Regions from separate parts of the Rattus norvegicus genome. Here all the other regions are linked to region 3. The links are chromatin contacts, called in public Hi-C maps. All regions are on one chromosome and are shown on one strand. Each heading gives the region's core, a stretch centred on a gene start, on an enhancer-like site or on the middle of the called end of the contact. The rest is flanking DNA. Distances are from core to core; before and after follow the strand shown. Region 1 has its middle 160 kb from the start of Klf6. Region 2 has its middle 270 kb from the start of Klf6. Region 3 has its middle 40 kb from the start of Akr1e2. Region 4 overlaps LOC102554523 (a long non-coding RNA gene).

Region 1 (2,700 bases), core at 170-2,669, 990 kb before region 3:
ATTTATGATTGGTGTAAGTTTCCTTTTAGTCTCTAACCACTTCTCCAAAGTCTGCCAAAATTAAAAGCCAAGAGGCAAAGAACATAGCTTGGTTGGTAGAGTACTTGCCTAGCATGCATACAGTCCTGAGTTCAAACCCTAGGACTCTAGAAAGCCAAGCATTGTGGCACAGACCTGATTCTAGTAGTTGGAAGAATCAGACATTCAAGGTGATCCTAGACTATCAAGTTCAAAGGGCCATGTAAGACCCCTTTAAAATAATAAAAACAAATCACACAAAACCAACAAAAACCTTAAACAAAGCCAAATCAAGGACCCCTCTCTTAGTGTGCAGACACTTGCAATTTCATAGCATCAGTGTGTGACTAAGGATGTTATATCCTAGCTTCTCATGTTGACTATTCCTTTGACAGATGCCTGCTGAAGCTCTGGAAAATATCAGGCAGAGTGCTAGGAATTGAGAATCAAAAAAAAAAAAAATCTATTCAGGTTCTTGAAGAAGCCACATGATTAGTCAGTTGAGGTAAAATATATGTCTTTCAAATATAATAAGAACTAATTGCCAGTTCTGAGAATACTGAAGGCTGCCTAGGCCACTTTCCAAGAAGCCTGTTATCTGATGAGCATGTTTCTTCTCTGGTCTCTGGTGTCCAGACCACATTCTCTAGGGCTTTTTCTTCACAGACAGTAACAGTCTCCAAGGGATTATCCTGTGTGTATATTTGTGCTTTTCAGTGTCGGCAAAGGCACTCTGTGGCTCTGTGATGTAAACATTTATCTGCAGACCATGTGATTTGCTATCCTCAGAGCCACAACATCGTCATGGCAACAGTTTTGATAGTAGGGTAAATAGACTGATTTATAGACTCTGTCTGAAGTAGCGCACACCAGGAACATGTATCATATTCTAGACCCAGTTGTAGATGAAGTTGACCTAGGTAGTTCCAGGGAGCCAAACATTTGAAACGAGTCCCTGAAAAGCTCGAATCGGCATTGGAGTATACTGATTAGATGCCTTGGATTATGTCTACGGTCTTTCAATCAGGTTAATTTTCTCATCGACTGGCACAATTCTATTTCTCTGCCTGGTGTGGCTAAGATGTAGAAGGGAGGGTTTGGGGATTTAGCTCAGTGGTAGAGCGCTTGCCTAGCAAGCACAAGGCCCTGGGTTCGGTCCCCAGCTCTGAAAAAAAAGAAAAAAAAATGTAGAAGGTAGCATACATTTTTGGCCACCAGATGTAACTGCCCCTGACTTGAGCAGTTAACAATAGCTCAAACCTCCTTTGAAAAGAGCAAACAAAACAAGCTTAGGAAAACCCTTTCTTGCCTGAAGAGCACGTGTTCCAGAACGCGAGCTGTGGCAGACAAGCTACATTCTTCTGCAGTTGACATTCTTTCCCCACTGACTTATTTTTACTTTCTGTTTGAGTTGGCTTGCTTTTAATTTTTCCCTAAACTGGTCTCTCAGTGCTTCCTCCCTGGTAGGGTTTCCAGAGTGAAAGTCCTTTCTGCCCACTCTTCCGTAGAACTCAATGCGGACTCTTGTCCAGAGTCACTTGACGTCAAGGCTGACTTTTAAGTTTGCCAGAAAGACGTTCTTTAGGGAACAGTTGACACCATCACTTTCTCTCTTTAGAATACAGCCACAGGCTGCCGATGTTTACAGTTTACAAACTGCGTTTCTAAACAATTTAATAAGAGGGGAGACAAGGGGAGGCTTTGAACACTGACAACTATTTTAAAAGACCTATAACATCAACATGTGTTAATTCATGACTCGCTCCCCCTCCTTCTCTCCTCGAGTTTTAAAATGCTTTAAACACCATTGTTTTCAGAACACATCATTTGTTCCTATCCTCCCGAGATCATTCTATATTCTTTTCTTTGAGTGCTTGATTGAGGTGCCTTCTAGATCTTAATAAAAATCTACTGGAAAGCTTGCATTTTGCTTATTTATAATCTTGAGTCTGTAGAAATTTCTAAATGTTTGTAGTCATTTAACAATAACTTTCTTGGCTCTGCTCTCTGATATAAAAAATGATTCTTGAAACATTCTCTCTTGCCTTTCTATTTAATCCATCCCATGCCACCTTCCCCCCCCCCTTCATTTTTTTTAACAGCCTGTCACTGCGTATTTGTTTACCAAATGTTACTTTTCTTGGATCAAATCTATTTTTGAGGCATGCAAAAGCCAGCAACTGTTTGATGCTGTCAGGCCTCGGTCTTATTTATGCATGAATAACATAAATAGCTGGAAAATGACCCTAGCCTGTTTTTCTCAGATTCAGAAAGAAAAAAGTGCTTCCGGGCAATGTTTATGCCAAACTCCTCCTGCCCAACTTCCCAGGTTTGGTGCCAACTGGTGTTTGCAGCCAAGTTGTAAACCTTTGGTAAACATGACCCGTAAGGAAAAGGCCAAGACAACCTGAGCTGGGGCACCAGGGGATGGGAGTAAGTTTACTCTACGAACAAAATTCTAACAGGAACAGAAGGGGAAAATCAGCCAACTATGAAGTGCTCTCTCCACCCTCTGTAACATGGAGGAAACACAAATGATGGGTTTGACTGCTAACATCCCATTAACCCCACTTAGGCATCTTATTGGTTTCCTTTGCACTGCTTCAGAGAAGCCCAGTGCTAAATTTAAAGGACCAGCTTTTGTGTGGCCCAGTGGTTTGTTGTTTGTTTGTTTGTTTTTGT
Region 2 (2,700 bases), core at 45-2,544, 880 kb before region 3:
AGAGTTAATCTTCCCCTTTTGGTCACCACTACATACCAGTCTTGAGTCATCTGTGGCACTGGGGTGGTTACCTGTTGTGATTCTCACTTTTAGTGTGCCTTCTGGAGACATTTTTTTTCTTGGACCACAGTATGATGATAATACATAGGCATACCTTGTTTTAAAAAATCAATTCATTACAACAGACTGTAGTCACATAGTCCCAATTTAGTTAGACAGGGCTTAGAAATCTCAAGCTGATTTGTCATGTAGTAACTATCACTCCACACATGCATGTGCTCAGGTGAATGAGGAACAGATATTTAGACCAAATACTGTATGGTTGGCACAAGGATAAGCTATGTTTTCCTTGGTTACAATGTGTCAAGTAATTCATACAGCCCTATATATGTATTTGGCGATGGTAATCATAGGAAGGACCCATCTGTCAGAGTTAGTGATGGAAATCAAGGGGATAAATGACAGGTTCTGGTAGTGTAACTGCCTGGACCTGGGATAGATGTGCAGTGTCTGCATACAAGGCTCCGGACTGAGCAAGCAAGGAAGAGTAAAGCCCAGGCTAAGCTCTATGTATGGTTCTTCCCTTGGAGCTGTTCTCTAAAAAGCTGACCTGACTGTGACTCTTTCTCCTATGCCTTAAGTTGGAGACCATGCCTTTGGACATTGCACACTAGAATGTGGTAATCTTAGAGGGAAACATGAATTCTAGCCTAGCACGGAAGTCAGAGATCGAATTTGTAGTCACGGCTCTGTAATGGAGAACCAATCACCCTCAGTGACAAGGATAGTTGGCTTGCTAGAACTCTCGCAGAAACACTGTGCTCATGTCTCCTTTTCTTGAAATCTTGGTACAATGTTTTTGAAGACCCATTCGTGCATTTATCCTTCTACTCAGGGTGGGAATTTTAGACTTCTTTGCAGCCTTTCCTTCGTTATTATATCCTGTGCCACAACAGTGGCTTGGAACCTGCATGCTCGTCAAGCTACAATGCCAAGGCCAACATAATGCTACTTGATATGGACAGGATAGCTTTTGTTCCTCGTCTAATTACTTCTCCAGAGACTATTTGCCCAACAAAGTACCCAAAGAATCTAAAGACAAGTTTACGTGAAGCAACCTTAAATCTTTATTTGTGGTAACTTTTGTGCAGTGTCATTAATTCTTTCTTATCTTACTGCCACCTTCTAATTTTCCCTTTAAAACGACTTGAAGCAATGCTTAAGAAGCTAACTGCAGGATGTCCAGTCACACTCAGAGCAGGAAAGAGTTATGTGTGGGTTAAAGAGCTGAAGTCATGGTCACATGGCAATGTCAGGAGCAATTAGCTATTCATGGGCGAGACAAGAACGGAATGTCCCTAAATAGAGGAAATGTTATTCTTAGATTTCAACTGAGAGAAGGAATGTAGAAAGTAATTGACAGGGAAGCTTTAGCATGTGTAACAGGCCTTTATTTTAAAATGGCACACACACTGTTACGTTGTTCCTACACACAGAAAGAGAGATAAATATACACACAGATACACACAATCAGACAGATGCAGTCACATATACACAGCCATGTACATACTTATACAAATACACAGTCACAGTATACACAGAGACAGACAAAAACATCCAGAGACAGATCACTCATTTAAAGACATACATACATGGACAGTTATTCCAAAACAGAGACAGAGAGAAAGACACATGACACAGAGACACACAGAAAGATACATGTACATGGTCACACACTGTAACAGATATACTCACACAAACATACAGACACAACTCAGATGGATAAGCACAGACTCAAACACACACACATGAACAGACATGCATATTTGCCCCCCCACATACACATACACATACACATACACATACACATACACATACACATACACATACACATACACATACACATACACATACACATACACATACACATACACATACACACTGTCCTGCTTTTCCTTAACACAAGTGCTAGATTTTGCACATTTACTGGTCACCTATGACAGAGCAGTGCTACAGAGACTGGTAACAACTGTCTTCCATTGTTAAAACTCCCTTAAATCCTAACTTTATTTGCAATTTCATTAAATTCAGTGAACAGTCATTTGCTGTCGATAATTCTAGTGCTGGTCGTCAAATGTGTTATTTTAAGAGGTTCACATCCTCCACGTGGGTTTTGGAACATCTGTTCAGACCAGAACATATCAGCAAAAACCATATTTTTCTTTCCTTAGTCAGAGTCCAGATGGCTACATTTATGTACCATGTACCATACGTTTCAATTATGTACTGTGATTTAATCTATTTTATTTTTATATCCCTAATAAAACTAATTATTTAAGAAAATAAGGACGACTAATATATTCATAATGGACTGTGGAGAAAGTGAAAGCACCATGTGTGTGAATGTTTTTGCTAAGCTGCCATCCTTAAAAAGGATATTTCACACAAAAAATAAAAAATAAAATAAAATCCACGATGTTTCACATTTAGTGTTAAAATAAATCAGTATGTAAAATCCGTAACTAAAGAAAAGTTTAAACATTTCATTTGAATGGTCATGTTAAATGTAAACAAAACCAGCTTTACCAGAAATATACTTTCTAAGAAGAAAATCATTGAAATTACAGGGGAATAATAACTTAATTAAAATATAATGAATCATTTATCATAGAAACGTAGAATAAAGTGATGTTTCTCTTT
Region 3 (2,700 bases), core at 89-2,588:
ATTAGTTGAAATATAAAATTAAAACTCATATATCAATAAAATGAAGTCACATTTCAAATTTATGTATCAATCCATTTGAAAAATATGGGCGATTGAGGATGCCATAGCTTTAAAAGGTACTTGAGAATGCTAGATGTTTTAATACATAACTTTAAAATATGGAGCTTGGAATTTACTCTGAAGTCAATCATGCATCCTGCATGAACTTCAAAATATTTATAGTTGTCTTAAGCTCAGGATAAGAATGCAGAAGCACAACACAAGCACACACATTGGTTATTTCCCAAGTGGGGACATTCTCCATTCTTAGTCCCCCCGTTACCTCTTTTTGTAGAAGCCATTTGTTTCAGACATTTGTTTGATTTCATTTTGCCTGGAATTATTATTTCGTTGAAGAAATAAAAACTGGTCACGAAACCAGGGCCTGGGGGGGACACGTAAAAATATGTTAAAAACATTTCTGAAGGTTCCCCTTCCTTATTTTTGAGAAATTAGACATATCTGCACCATGTTGGAGAACTTAAAATGTCATCTCAGACATGAGTAAATCTGCCTGCTTTAACACAAAAAGGGGGGGGGGAGATTTTTACATCAACGATGATATTTAGAAACCCTTAAGCATTATTTTATAATTTCTTCCTGAGGGCATAAAAACCTTTCTACTCGGTTCTGGAATCAATAAACAACGACAGTGTCAGGAAGACACACTCTTGGCTCAAATGCAGCTTTTAGAAGCGTTTTGTTGTTTTCTCGTTGGTGGCACTTTTTTTTTTTTTTTTTTTTTTTTGAGTTTCCTGTCGCTGAGTCACATTGTACTCTAACTTCCCCTTGGAACCATATGGGGAAGTAATAAAGTGCCTCTCAGGACACAGCTAGGCAGTGTTCCTTAACTGACTAAGGGGAAGACTATGAACGCCTTACCGTTGTCATAGATGGCCATTCAGCCATACAAAGCAACAGAGGAACCGGAAATGAGTAGGAACAATGGATAATGGGCACTTTAACAGCTTTAGGATTTTTATGAAAAAAAAAAAAGAGGAAGAAGACAGACACGACCTTTGATAAAAGCACAGGATCGCGACGTCCTTAGTCATTTCTATTAAAAGCCTCTTACAGGACTTGGACACAACCACAGATGCCAGTTGCCAAAACGTAGTGTTTGGGGCTTTGTTTGTTTGTTTGTTTTTAATAATTTAAATAAACTGTCTTTAGGATTAAATCTTGCACACTATAGCACCACTTACTGTCAAAACAATTAGGAGAATTCAGCAGCAAACAAGCAGTCCCTTTCCCGGAAATGCCAAGCAATGTGAACATGTCTAAGGATTTAGCGCCATCTGCAGGAAACAGGAAATAGAACCTCGAGACTACGAAATTCTCACTGCTTGGGTTCACTAAAGCAGATTGCTTTTGTCTTTTCCAGCTGAAAACCTCCCTACTTCTGTGTCTAAAATGCATAGAGCGTCAACAATAGTGACGGATCTTCAGTCCTAAAATAATGAAAATGCAAACAACACTAAATTCAAGCAGCAAGTCGTGCGTGCGTGCGTGCGTGTGTGCGTGCGTGCGTGCGTGTTGTAAAACAAAATTAGTTAAAGAAAAAAGGCCAGGAATTTGATGAGGGGGAATGGCAGGGTAGACAGGAGGAAGGTGGGACGTTATATAAATATATGTAGCTGAATTTAATTTTTAGAACACTTTTTCCTTATTTCTTGCAAATGATGTCATTGTCTGATGAAAGTTCTAGAAAAGAGTACAGAGGGTAAGGTAGATGTGACTCTTTGACTCATCCATTACTAAGGCTTTGTTTGGATCAATTTTATTCCCTTTGGTTAGAGTTATCATTGTTGTGACCAAACACCACGACCAAAGCCACTTAGGGAGAACAGGGTTTCTTCAGCTTACTCCTCCACATCTTCTGTTCATCCCTGAAGGAAGCCAGGATAGGAACTAAAACAGGTCAGAAGCTGAAGCAGAAGTCTTGGAGGAATGATGCTTACTGGCTTGCTTCACATGGCTTGCTAAGCCTGAGTTCTTATAGCACCCAGAACCACCAGACTCTGGGTTGGGTTTTCCCACAATGGGCTGGGCCCTTCCCCAGTGATCACTAATTAAGATGCAGTGCTCCAGGGGCTGGGGATTTAGCTCAGTGGTAGAGCGCTTACCTAGGAAGCGCAAGTCCCTGGGTTCGGTCCCCAGCTCCAAAAAAGAGAACCAAAAAAAAAAAAAAAAAAAAAAAAAGGATGCAGTGCTCCACAGGCTTTCGTGCAACCTGATCTTATGGAGACATTTTTTTCATTACGTGTTTCCTCTTCTCAAATGACTTAAGCTTGTGTCGAGTTGTCATAAAACTAGCCAACACTGTTTTTAAATTTCCTTTTATGTAGGGGTGCGGTGTGTGCACATGAGTGTGCATTAGTATGCATTTATGACTCCCGGGGACTTGAATTCATGTACTCATGCTTTTATAGAAAAACGTTCTTACCCACTGAACGTCTTTCCCTATCTCTCCAGTCCCTCTTGTTTATTTTTAAGCCATTCTCCAAACACATACTTTACAATTTTTCCAGAATAGATACTATGGAGAAACACTTAGAGAGCCCTTCCCAAGACACACCAGTAGTTTCAAAGCAAGAATCATCGAATGCTAGTACCAAGTAATTCTGTCTCTGGGACAGGTTTCGATCTTTATCCTTCCAG
Region 4 (2,700 bases), core at 34-2,533, 810 kb before region 3:
AGCAGTTCTCTTTTTTATCCTAAAAAATTCACTGGGTAGCTCATCTCCTGCAGAACACAGATCCATTCTTTTATTTTCCATATCAATTCAGTCATTTCCTCCAGGCTTCCTTCAGATTATCTTATAAGTCAGTACCCCCTGACCCTAGCTCTTTGATTCTGAAGATAGCAAGCAAACATTTTTTTTTCTTAACTTGGTAAAAGAATTCATAGATCTGTCTACCTTTGTTAAGGACAAAGGATAAACTACTTGGGCGGGTCTCTGCCCTGAAATCACCATTTCTACCACACCTGGGCCTAACCTTATTGTGTGCCAGGCTGACCTTTAACTCAGGAATCCGCCTGCCTTTGTTTCTTTCTGACCAGTTGGTTCATTAATGCAGCTGCCTTTGTTCCTTTAGATTCGTGAAGCCCTTCATAATTCATATTGCATATTTGCATAGTGGAAAAAATATTTTTGAACTCATGTATCTAGAGCTCTTCCCCATAGCCTTAAGGGTTGCCCATTTTGCTGAGACATTAGCCACACCTCTTGGACTCCTGCTATTTGATTATCATGGAGTCAATACCATTAACAGGAAGGACCTTCCTCAGAGAAATGTGAAATAAGAACATTATTCCACAAACAAGCCTTATGCCCACGGTAGTGATCAACACTCTTGGAGGCTCACACCAGGGCCCTGTCCCAAAAGCAAGAACAATGTCACCAAATTACTCCGTCCCCATCAGGGCTACACTGGGCTCGGCACCTTGTGGTCCATGTGGTATGCTGATACATGTGGAGAAAATGTCCACCACAGCTTTCGTCTTGCAAATATTTTCAGCCTAAAGACTGGTCCTCTCCAAACACTGCTCCAACCAAGCTTAGCTAAATCTCTCTCCTCACATCAGCTGAGCACCTAAAACTAGCTTTTCTGTACTGAAATAAACCTGCCTTGATCAGTTGTATGCAGTCACATTGTCTTTCTGTTCTACTCTATACATGCTGTGCTTGTGGGGTGTGGTGATTTCCCAGAGAACCTGGTCTTTACAATCCCAGCTTTCTTTTCATGCATCTGTCTTGCCTCTATTTCTTCATGACTCCTATCAGGTTCGTCCTTGGAGTCAAACAGAGAAGCAGTTCTTGGTCTTTGAATTTGGACACTCATAGTATAGTACTTGTCTCTGTTGGAATATTATAAACAGAGCTCAGAAGTCAATGGTTTTAGCACCCTGAATGCATCTGGCCTGAATGTTAAGCAGTATTCGGCCTGGTTAGTTCTTGGGCGGTGTTTTATTTTGCCACTTCCCTTGAGGTCCTAAGCTCTGAGTCATAGAACTGGAAAGTTTACAGGCCGATCATAACTGCTTAATGTGTGGCTGCGTGAGCGAAAGTTCCTTCCTGTAAAATCGTTTACCGAGGTCTATAAACTGGTTTCTGTGACAGCCCAGTTTCGTTTTAATTTCTCCCATGCTTGTTTATACTTTGTTGATATTGTTGATTTCTTAATCTATTGGCTCAGAATCTTGCATAATTTGTAAACTCATACTTCGTTTTACATTTCTATTTTCTTCCTCCTATTAAAAAGTGAACACTGATGAAAAATACCTGGAGGTAACAATAATAAAACATCCGTAGACACAAGGAAGTTAAAGGAGACTCTGTTTGAGGCAATAGAATGAGCAGGAGGTAAGGAGAGTTAGTGACGAGCTCAGTGGCAAAGTCTAATTTCTGCTTTACCCATCGTCCTTTGCTCCCCAGGAGGAACTGCTGATAATTATTAAAGCAGCCTTTGAAAACTGCAGAGTACCTAGTCTCATATAGCTATATACTAATTTTCCAATGTGGTCTAAAAAAAAAAAGCCCAGATTGAGATACTTCAACAACATAAACTTCTCACAATTCTCGAGGCTGTAAGTACCAGATTAGCCATGAGCAAGGTATCTCTTTTGGCATGCGCATTGCGGTCTTTTCCTTCTGTTCTTATCTGGTCATCCCTCTATGTACAACTGCATCCCAACCTCCTTTTAATAAAAATGTATTGCCTTTAAAAGCAAATCTTCATTAGCTCTCTGTCTTTCTGTCTTCACGTTAGGTCATGCTCTGATATACTAAGAATTAGATCCTCAACCTACAACTACACAAGAATACTAGCCAGATCAGAGAAGTCTGTTTTTTTATATTTTATATAATTTATGATATAAAGTAGTAAGATGCATAATTTTATCCCCATTTTACTGACAGGTAAATTCAGAGATATAAATTGATATGCTCAAGGGCATTTGATTCAATGAGATGAAGTCAGTTTTAGACAGTGCCATGATCATCTTCGTTAAGTTTTACCTGATCCATAATCTCCCATATATCAGAAAAAATGAGTGCTTAATATTTTGTTATACAGAACAATGATAAATATAAACTCTGTGTGTGTTTGTGTGTGTGTGTGTGTGTGTGTGTGTGTGTGTGTGTGTGTGAGAGAGAGAGAGAGAGAGAGAGAGAGAGAGAGAGAGAGAGAATACGCGTGGAGATCAAGGGATAGTTATGTAAAGTCAATTATATCCTTCCTTACTGAGTACTGGTGTTTGAAGTGAGGTCACCAGGTTTGGCTCCTGGCATCTTTTAATTGCTTTGCTATTATGCTGGTAAACAGCCTATCCTTCAAGATGGAAGGTGTTTGCATTTTCAATTCTATTAGGAACATTCCTTGTTATGCTAAAGTAC

Evidence for each region. A called contact is a pair of places that touch in the nucleus more often than the background predicts.
Region 1: a contact with region 3 is called in a Hi-C map of Schwann cells, with 10 times the contacts expected there. The contact joins two enhancer-like sites. A contact is called at or near these places in 3 of 12 Hi-C or Micro-C datasets (the Rat2 cell line, Schwann cells and mammary epithelial cells).
Region 2: a Hi-C map of mammary epithelial cells shows a contact between it and region 3, with 6 times the contacts expected there. The contact joins two enhancer-like sites. A contact is called at or near these places in 2 of 12 Hi-C or Micro-C datasets (mammary epithelial cells and psoas muscle).
Region 4: a Hi-C map of the A7r5 cell line shows a contact between it and region 3, with 10 times the contacts expected there. The contact joins two enhancer-like sites. A contact is called at or near these places in 2 of 12 Hi-C or Micro-C datasets (the A7r5 cell line and the Rat2 cell line).

What each region holds. Positions count from the first base shown.
Region 1 is chr17:69,612,767-69,615,466 of GRCr8, forward strand. No RefSeq gene overlaps it. Among named protein-coding and RNA genes, the nearest start is that of Klf6, 160 kb to the left of the region's middle. Within about 2 kb of position 1,420, at least 29 of the 93 cell types and tissues checked have an H3K27ac peak or open chromatin away from gene starts, as enhancers often do. A contact at or near this core is called in Schwann cells, where this site is marked.
Region 2 is chr17:69,729,422-69,732,121 of GRCr8, forward strand. No RefSeq gene overlaps it. Among named protein-coding and RNA genes, the nearest start is that of Klf6, 270 kb to the left of the region's middle. Within about 2 kb of position 1,295, at least 16 of the 93 cell types and tissues checked have an H3K27ac peak or open chromatin away from gene starts, as enhancers often do.
Region 3 is chr17:70,604,468-70,607,167 of GRCr8, forward strand. No RefSeq gene overlaps it. Among named protein-coding and RNA genes, the nearest start is that of Akr1e2, 40 kb to the right of the region's middle. Within about 2 kb of position 1,339, at least 23 of the 93 cell types and tissues checked have an H3K27ac peak or open chromatin away from gene starts, as enhancers often do. A contact at or near this core is called in the A7r5 cell line and Schwann cells, where this site is marked.
Region 4 is chr17:69,797,093-69,799,792 of GRCr8, forward strand. The region is part of intron 3 of LOC102554523 (a long non-coding RNA gene); the gene reads left to right. Among named protein-coding and RNA genes, the nearest start is that of Klf6, 340 kb to the left of the region's middle. Within about 2 kb of position 1,284, at least 22 of the 93 cell types and tissues checked have an H3K27ac peak or open chromatin away from gene starts, as enhancers often do. A contact at or near this core is called in the A7r5 cell line, where this site is marked.